2 separate regions of the Zea mays genome follow, and region 1 is linked to region 2. A link is a contact called in public Hi-C data. All regions are on one chromosome and are shown on one strand. Each heading gives the region's core, a stretch centred on a gene start, on an enhancer-like site or on the middle of the called end of the contact. The rest is flanking DNA. Distances are from core to core; before and after follow the strand shown. Region 1 holds the start of LOC542514 (cellulose synthase catalytic subunit 12). Region 2 holds the start of LOC100284770.

Region 1 (3,926 bases), core at 193-2,692, 150 kb before region 2:
GACCTGAGGGAGAGGCGGTCGAGGTACGTCTCGCGGTCGATGGGGAACCACTTGGGGAACTGGTCGAGGATCCAGGAGATGGCGAACCAGATCTCGCAGATGATGGAGACGAGCCACAGCCCGATGGCGTCCGGGACGGGGTGCAGGATACGGTACCGGAGGAAGAAGGCGAGCACAACGAGACGCACCACGATCACCATCCGGTACGGGTTCACCTTGCTCGACGCGATCGACACCTTCCTCGACAGCGGCTGCCTCGCCTCGTCGTTCCTGCTCAAGGCCAAAAAAAGGTTCAGGTGATCGATCAGTGCCTGTGCGTTACGCTGCTCGCTGTCCTGGAGCTGGTTGCGGGGGAGGTTTACAGTGCCACGTCGGCGTCCATGTCTTCGGGATCGGCGCCGCCGCCGAGGATGCCCTGCTTGGACTTCCAGTCGTCCATCCTCTCCTTCCAGCTCACTTCTTTCTTCTCGTCCCACTTGGCACTCCCTGGCGGAGCCAAATCCGTCCATCAGGTATATATTGTGATCGAATTTCGTATGGTTTGAAGTTGAACTTGCAAATTTGATCGTGAACCGGGACGAACCTGGCTCAGACACAGGGTACGGATGGATGCGCTTGTGCAGGGAAGACGAGACCTCGCCGTGGCCATACCCGTTGGTAATCGGAAACTCACCGCTCACCTAGAAGTGCGTCACGTCAGTGTCAGTCGAGTGGGTGGAACTGGAAGGCGGTGCATGTATACGTACCGGCACGGAGCGGGAGCCGGTGATGATGGGCGGGATCTGCGGGGTGTTGTTGCCGTCGCCGTCGTCGGGGCCCCTCCCGTAGCTCATCCTGCCGTGCAGCATCGCCTCGGTGATCTGGCTGTTCTGCATGTTGCCCTCCAGCTGCCTCTGCTGATTCTCGTCGTCGATGTTGAACTCGTGCTCCAGGTCGTCGATGTCCTCCTCGTCATCGTCCCCGGCAACCCTCGGGCTCCCTTCGATCGTCGTTCAAGCAGACCGGCCCGGTCGATCAGCAAGCAATCGAAGTTGACACGACGTACGGCGAAGCAAGGCGAGGCATCAGAAATGTACGTACCCTTGAGGCGCTTGTAGCGCGTCTTGCACTGGGGGCAGTTCTGCGTGCCCTCCCGGCGCTCGTACTCGTAGCAGGGCCGGCACACGGGGAAGCCGCACTCGTTGCAGGCGACGAAGAGGTCGCCGTCCACCGTGAGCCCGACCTCGTCGCCGCATATCTCGCACACCTGCCCGCTCAGCGCCCGCAGCGGCTTGGGGTCCTCGTGGCCCCGGATCAGCACCAGCTCGTTCCGGTTGTGCGAGCCGGCCACCAGCCCGGCGCTGGCCTCCATCGCGCGCGGAGGCCGGCGTGCTAGGCTAGCTCTCGGCCTCCGACCCCTCAGGTGCTCGACAGATTCGCGATTGCGAGGCAGGGCGACGCAGGTGTGAGCGACGCTCTACCTTGTGGCAGGGGCTAGCTATATGAATATGAGAGGAGGCCGGAGGTTTTTGGCGGGTGGGAGAGGTGAGCGGTGGCTGTTCGATCGGCGGGGCGGACGGGAGTGCGATTTGGTGCGCGCGGTGGAGATGGAGGCGTTGGGTCGGTCGGTCGAGCCCCCGCGCTCGCGTCGGCGCGGGGGGCTTCCGCTCGTGGGACGCGCGCGTCGCAGCGGGTGAGGGGGAGCTCGTGTTGGTTGGGTGCAGCGTCTCCGTTGCCGCTAAGTGAAGCGAAATCCTCGCGCTGCCGCCTGCGCTGGCTTGCGCCTGATGCTACTATCCTGCTGCCGTTGTCACTTGTCAGGCTGCGCCCCAACCAACCCCTCGACCAACCGAGACTTGGCTTTCCCGCCATCTCATTTTTTAACTTGCTGGTTACTTTTTTTTCAGAAAACAATTTTGAAACTTCAGTGTGGGTTTGCTCATAAATTGGATCGTTTTTGCTTTAGCCTCGATGGGATTTGGCATCTTCTCTTCCCTTGGGTCCTGGTCCTGCAATGCTATTGCTATCAAACAAGAATATTTATCATAAAGTTTAGATTGACCTTATTTTACGGTCTGTCGACTTATTGGCCGAGTCGGGTTTCCAACACTTAGCTACAAAGTATTTTGGTTTTCAGCCTTCAAATGTTAAAACCATTCAAATTTCAATATTGTGTCAAATTTAAAGTGGTCCTTAGGCTATCCGCACTCATAGTACTCTAAATTTCTACCCTAAAAAGAATATTCTGTCCTAGTCAGCAAAATTCTTTACTCTATACCACAATCATCCGCACTCATGTTTACTCTATACCACATATTCTATTATTTCTCTCTCCTGAGCAGCCTCTCTGGTGCCCTCCTCCGGCCCCGCCTCGGGTCCCACACTCAACAACCTTTGCTGCCTCTACAGCTCACACGCACGGAGCATGCCTCGCCTTGCGTGCCCCGGACGTATGCAGTAGGCGTTGCATGCACTCTACATATGGGGTTTCCGGTTTTCTTGCTTGGCTTAGCGTAGCCATTCCAGTCTACCGCTGCGGCATTTTTTACTGGATATTTAACTCTATACGTATAGCGCATCTTTTACCGCTCGTCACTGCGGATAGCCTTAGTGACGTGGAGGCTCAGCCAACAAAGACATTGTAAGAAAAATAGACTCCAACCTATTTGACTAAATGATTTTGGTGTTTGATGATCAACAAAACGTGTGGACTTGTTAATGTCTATGTTTATAGTTCACATATTGTGAACTGATTTTTAGATTAAGATATTGAGAGAACAACACCTTAAATAAGATCTTAAAAGACTCATGGAAGACCTACAAATATTCTGCACAAGTCCAAAACACAAACCAAAAATAACCCAAGTGAAACCCCCCCGAAGGATTGAATATGAGCTGATTCTGGATGCACCTGACCATTCCGATGTGCACCAGATGGATCACTGTACCAGATGCACAGACAACATGTTCTCTGTACCCAAGCCTCGCTAGCGCACCAGACTAGTCCGGTGTACATCGGACCAGCAGGCAACGATCGACAACAGCTAGTTCCAACGGCCATTTGTCGTGGTGGGTCACTGGGCCAGTCCAATGTGCACCGGACCTCTACTACAACGTAGAGAATCTGTTAGATCGGCAACGACTAGCTGACGTGGAAGACACACCAGTTCGGTCCAGTGTGACGCAGATAAAGTTGCTTCCTTCCAACAACTCCTTTTAGGCTTGGGGCTCTATATATACCCACCCAACCGGCCATTTGAGTGGGTGGGAGCTCATTAACATTGCTAGAAAATTGAGGCTTCATTATTTAGTTCATATACTTCCAAGTGCTTAGTAGAAACACTTGGTGATTAGTGTAGGTGCTTTGCGAAATACTTAGGTTAGTTGATGACTATGTTTCACAAGTGCTTTGCGAAATGCTTAGCTCATATACATCCAAGTGCTTTTCGAAGTCCCTAGTCATAGTTAGAGATGGCAATGGGTACCTGAGAGCACCTAGAGGGTGGGGGGTGAATAGGTGATCCTGTAAAATCAAACACTAAATAGCCACAAACTTGATTATTAAAGTGTTAGTGTAACCAAGTGGCTATGGAGCAAGCTCGTGCGAACAAAACAATCACAGAAAAGCTATACACGAGACACGCGATTTTTATCCCGTGGTTCGGCCGAGTAACACTTGCCTACTTCCATGTTGTGGTGTCCCAATGGACGAGGGTTGCACTCAACCCCTTTCAAGTGATCCAATGATCGACTTGAATACCACAGTCTTTTATCTTGAATATTCTTCCCGTTTGCGAGGAATCTCCACAAGTTGGAGCCTCTCGCCCTTACAAAGTTATGATCACAAAGAAAAACAAGAGTAAGGATGGGAGAGCAACACATGCAAGACCCAAATCCGCAGCGCACACACGCACACAAGTGAAGAACTGAGCACACAAACACAGCTC
Region 2 (4,088 bases), core at 790-3,289:
GAGTAGAAATTTAGAATAGTATGAGTGCGGATAGCCTTAGTTCCAAAAAAAAAACAGAGAGAGACTTGATCAGGATATGATTTAGAGGCTCCTGCTGCTCGCATCGACAGCATAGTAGGCAGCTGACAAGCCCAAAATAGCGTCCTGCGTGGATTTGAGCTGCTGTGCAAACCAAAATAATTTCATAGTGGATATACATGATGAATTTTACATTCCGGTTCACCTTTTTTTTCCTTCCAACTATTAAACTATCTCAAACCCAAAATAGCGTCCACGGTGCGTGCGCATCGAAATTGATTCCAAAGCACTAGGCAGCCATTTTGATTGAAGGAAAAAAAAACCAGTAAGATTTCTGAATATTCGTGGAAGACCATTCACAACCGCACCGTCGCTTCACAGCAACGAGAGGGATAAAATGGAACCAGCCAAATCAGGTTCTGAATGAGTTTGATCTGATTCCTGAAATGGCTTGCACAGGCACCAACCAACCAACCAAGCGCTGTGATCGTTTCCAAACAAAAGCTGCGCAAGCGCCCCCAACAATACTGTACTGCGACTGTACACGTCGCTACATTTCCAAACAAAAGCTGACACAGAGAGCTGACTTTTCAAACGACAAGAGTACAATTACGATAACGACGAGTCAAAGACGAGGAAGCGTGTGGCCTGTTGTGTACAGGAATCATCCTGTTTGCTTAAACAAAAGGCACAAAGTAAACGCATAGTGGCTGATCCAACCGGCGATGGCGGATCCAACTGAGAGTGGGCAGAGGAACAAGATTCTTGCAGCTTCAATTGAGTTTTTTTTTTCATTTTAATTATTTTTTATACTGTTTCTAAACCAGCCGTAGAAAATTTATTTTCGAAACTAAACGGTTTGACCACGCCAATCTCTTTAGGCCTTGTTCGTTTCTGTCGGATTGCACCCGGAATCGTTCTATCTAATCAAAGTTTATATAAATTAGAGAAGTAATCCGGTTAGGAATCGTTCCGATCCACCAATTCGGCACAAACGAACAAGGCCTTAACGTGTCCAAGCTACGCTAACGCACCATCCATCAACCGCACGCTGACCCGAACATGGCTTAATTAACTTGGTGGTCCTTGTACCTCAGCGTGCCTATCACCACATTTTCTGAATGAGGTTGGCTGCACAAATTTACGATTTGTCGTGTACACGCGCGGCCATATGGGAAGATACATACACATAGCGTGTTGGACGGTTGGTGGAGTAATGAAGTTGGGATCGGAGCCGTCACTTCCCTCACTGCCTTTGAAACACATTTTAACAGGGGATGAATGGTCGATCAGTCAAACACTAGCTAGCCGCACAGCAGCGGTTATGAATGGTCGATCAGTCAAGACACACTTAAGTTAACTACATGGAAACCGCGGTCAAATTAAGGGCGGGGGTGTGAGAAATAGTCTCGTGTCACGCAACGATGCGTCCAGAGTGTTCGCGGCTGTCCTTTTGGTGTTTTGGAAGGCGCACTGGAACGAACGGAAAAGATCAAGATGCCCGACGAAAAAGCCAGCCGCATCCCTCCAGTGTCCCGATAAGAGCATACACGCAAGCAGCGGTCCCGACAAGCGCGCAAAGAGTTTCCACGGCCCAAACCTTAGTTTAGGCCCCGTTTCAATCTCATGAGATAAACTTTAGCTTCCTACTAAACTTTAGCTATATGAATTAAAGTGCTAAAGTTTAGTTTCAATTATCACCATTAGCTCTCCTGTTTAGATTATAAATGGCTAAAAGTAGCTAAAAATTAGCTGCTAAAGTTTATCTCGCGAGATTGGAACAGGGCCTTAGTCCCTCGCTAATTCCCAGGTTGCGACTGGATCGCAGGCAGCAACGTCTTAATTTGTCGTGTGCGTCCTCCATGTGCCGGTGCCCGTGAGGGCGTAGCGGATGTGGAATTGTGGATCAGCAGCACAGACACGTCAATTAGCCTAAAAAAAATCAAAATCAAAATCCCCTTCCCCTCCTCCGCTCTTTATAAACCCTCCTCACCGTCACTCCACTCCCCCACCTAGCTCACCGCTCACTCAAGCACGCTGCGAAACACATACACACACAGATCGAAGCGGAGGATGAAGGTGGAGGTGGTGGAGACGACGCTGGTGCCGCCGAGCGAGGCGACGCCGCGGCACGCGCTGTGGCTGTCCAACCTGGACCTGGCGGTGCCCAAGACCCACACGCCGCTCGTCTACTACTACCCGAGGCCCGCCGGCGCCGGTGCCGGGGAGGAGGGAGAGGGAGAAGGAGGAGAAGGGTCGTTCTTCGACCCGGCGCGGCTGCGGGAGGCGCTGTCCAGGGCGCTGGTGCCCTTCTACCCGCTGGCGGGGCGGCTGGCGGCCGGCCCGGGCGGCCGGATCGAGATCGACTGCACCGGCGAGGGCGCGCTGTTCTGCGTCGCGCGGGCCGACTTCACCGGCGACGAGATGTTCGCCGACTTCGAGCCCTCCCCCGAGGCGCGCCGCCTGCTCGTGCCCTTCGCCGCGTCCGGCGACCCGCCCTGCGTGCTCGCCATGGTCCAGGTGCGCCGTGCGCGCGCGCCCGCCCGCGCCGCCTCCTCCCTTTGCCCCCCTCCCCCTTTTTTCTTCTTCTTTCTTTTCGGCTGCTTCGATCAAATCAAGGTCGCCACCCCCACGTGGTGGTGATGGTGTGCGGTGCGGGTGGGATCATTATTGTTTTTCACCGCCGTTGCGTGGTCACTCATCCGGCTTTTCCCGCTTTGCAACACCGCGGCAGCGGCAGCGGCAGCGTTAATGAAAAGGGTAATCGGGGTACACCCTGGCGAGCGTTAATGAAAAGGGTCGTGGGGCCCACCCTGGCAGAGGTGGTACAGACGGACACGCTGGTGATTCAGACTGAAGAATTGTAGCCTATTCTGTAGTATTTACGTATCAAAAATAATTTAGAACTCTAAAGATGCGTTACTTATTGATTATTATGTTTTTTACAGTTCACAAAAAAATTTTGCAAGAGTTCCCCTTGTTTTATTAACAACCACAGTTCAAATAATCACATATTATAAGACATATAAGCATTTCAACATATAATACATCACAAAATCACATCGAATATAAAAACATCCACAGAACATAGTTCTTCATATAATGTCCACAAACAAAGTCCAAAATACAAGTTCCCAACACATAGTCCAAAACACAAAACATAGTTCATATTACAACCGTCTCCAGCATAAGTCCAAATCACACCGTCCATATCACAAAAGTATTCATTTCCTCCTAGTCTTACCCTTGCCCTTGGCCCCAAGAGCGTCGGTGCCTGGAGTGTAAGGGTCTCGTGGACGCCTTCTACGTGGTGTCAGCTGTGATGCCTGAGTTGTAGGAGCATCCTGCAACTGAGACGGTCCAATCTCCACCTGACCTGCGGCGCCAGCGCCAGCGCCATCGTCGTCGTCGTCGTCGTCGTCATCGTCGTCGTCCTGGGCCACGTTCTCAAACGTGTCCCGCGTCGATCGCGACGAGCTGAGTCCTGCTGTAGATGGTCCAACTGCACAAATGGGAGGCTGAACGTCCTGCTGCATACGAGGCACAGGCAGCTGCACGTCAACGCCCGCTAGAGACCGGCATCCACACCGAGCCGCTGCTCGACGAAGACGACGTGATACCCTCTGTAATCGAAATGTTAGTTAAAGACATATGTTACAACATACAAATAAACAAGTTTTCTGTTAGACATTGATACTCACTGATAGTAACGATAGCGTAGTAGTATCTGAAGTTCTCTGTGAGATACGCTCGAGTTCAACAACAGATACGAGCATAGAGTTTCCCTATCACAAGTTAAGACATTAGGATGCTCAAAACTAGACATATCTCATTGAATTGAAATCTCTAATTTTAGTAAAGAAATAGTTACCACTCTATCAAGGATTGGAGCAGCCTCAATTTGGGACCCGTGCCGAGCAGCTATGTCGAAAGCTGTGTCTTCGTCGTCTGACGATTCTTGCTCGGCGTAGTCTGCTGCTGTCCACTGTCCCTTCAACTTGCACCTAGTCACACCAGAATACCAAATCAAATACCTCCGGAAGTTGTAGTTTGTGTGCGCCTGGTCATTC

The links. Hi-C and Micro-C count contacts between places; a contact is called where the count stands out from the background.
Region 1: a Hi-C map of leaf shows a contact between it and region 2, with 4 times the contacts expected there. The contact joins the promoter of LOC542514 here to the promoter of LOC100284770 in region 2. A contact is called at or near these places in 10 of 25 Hi-C or Micro-C datasets (bundle sheath, ear, endosperm and 3 more).

The regions. Positions count from the first base shown.
Region 1 is chr7:122,674,029-122,677,954 of Zm-B73-REFERENCE-NAM-5.0, reverse strand. LOC542514 (cellulose synthase catalytic subunit 12) reads right to left here and starts at 1,442. Exons shown (of 12, transcript NM_001112062.1): 1 at 1,081-1,442; 2 at 747-979; 3 at 584-680; 4 at 363-486; 5 at 4-270. The coding sequence starts at 1,351.
Region 2 is chr7:122,522,128-122,526,215 of Zm-B73-REFERENCE-NAM-5.0, reverse strand. LOC100284770 reads left to right here and starts at 2,039. Exons shown (of 2, transcript NM_001370681.1): 1 at 2,039-2,538. The coding sequence starts at 2,092.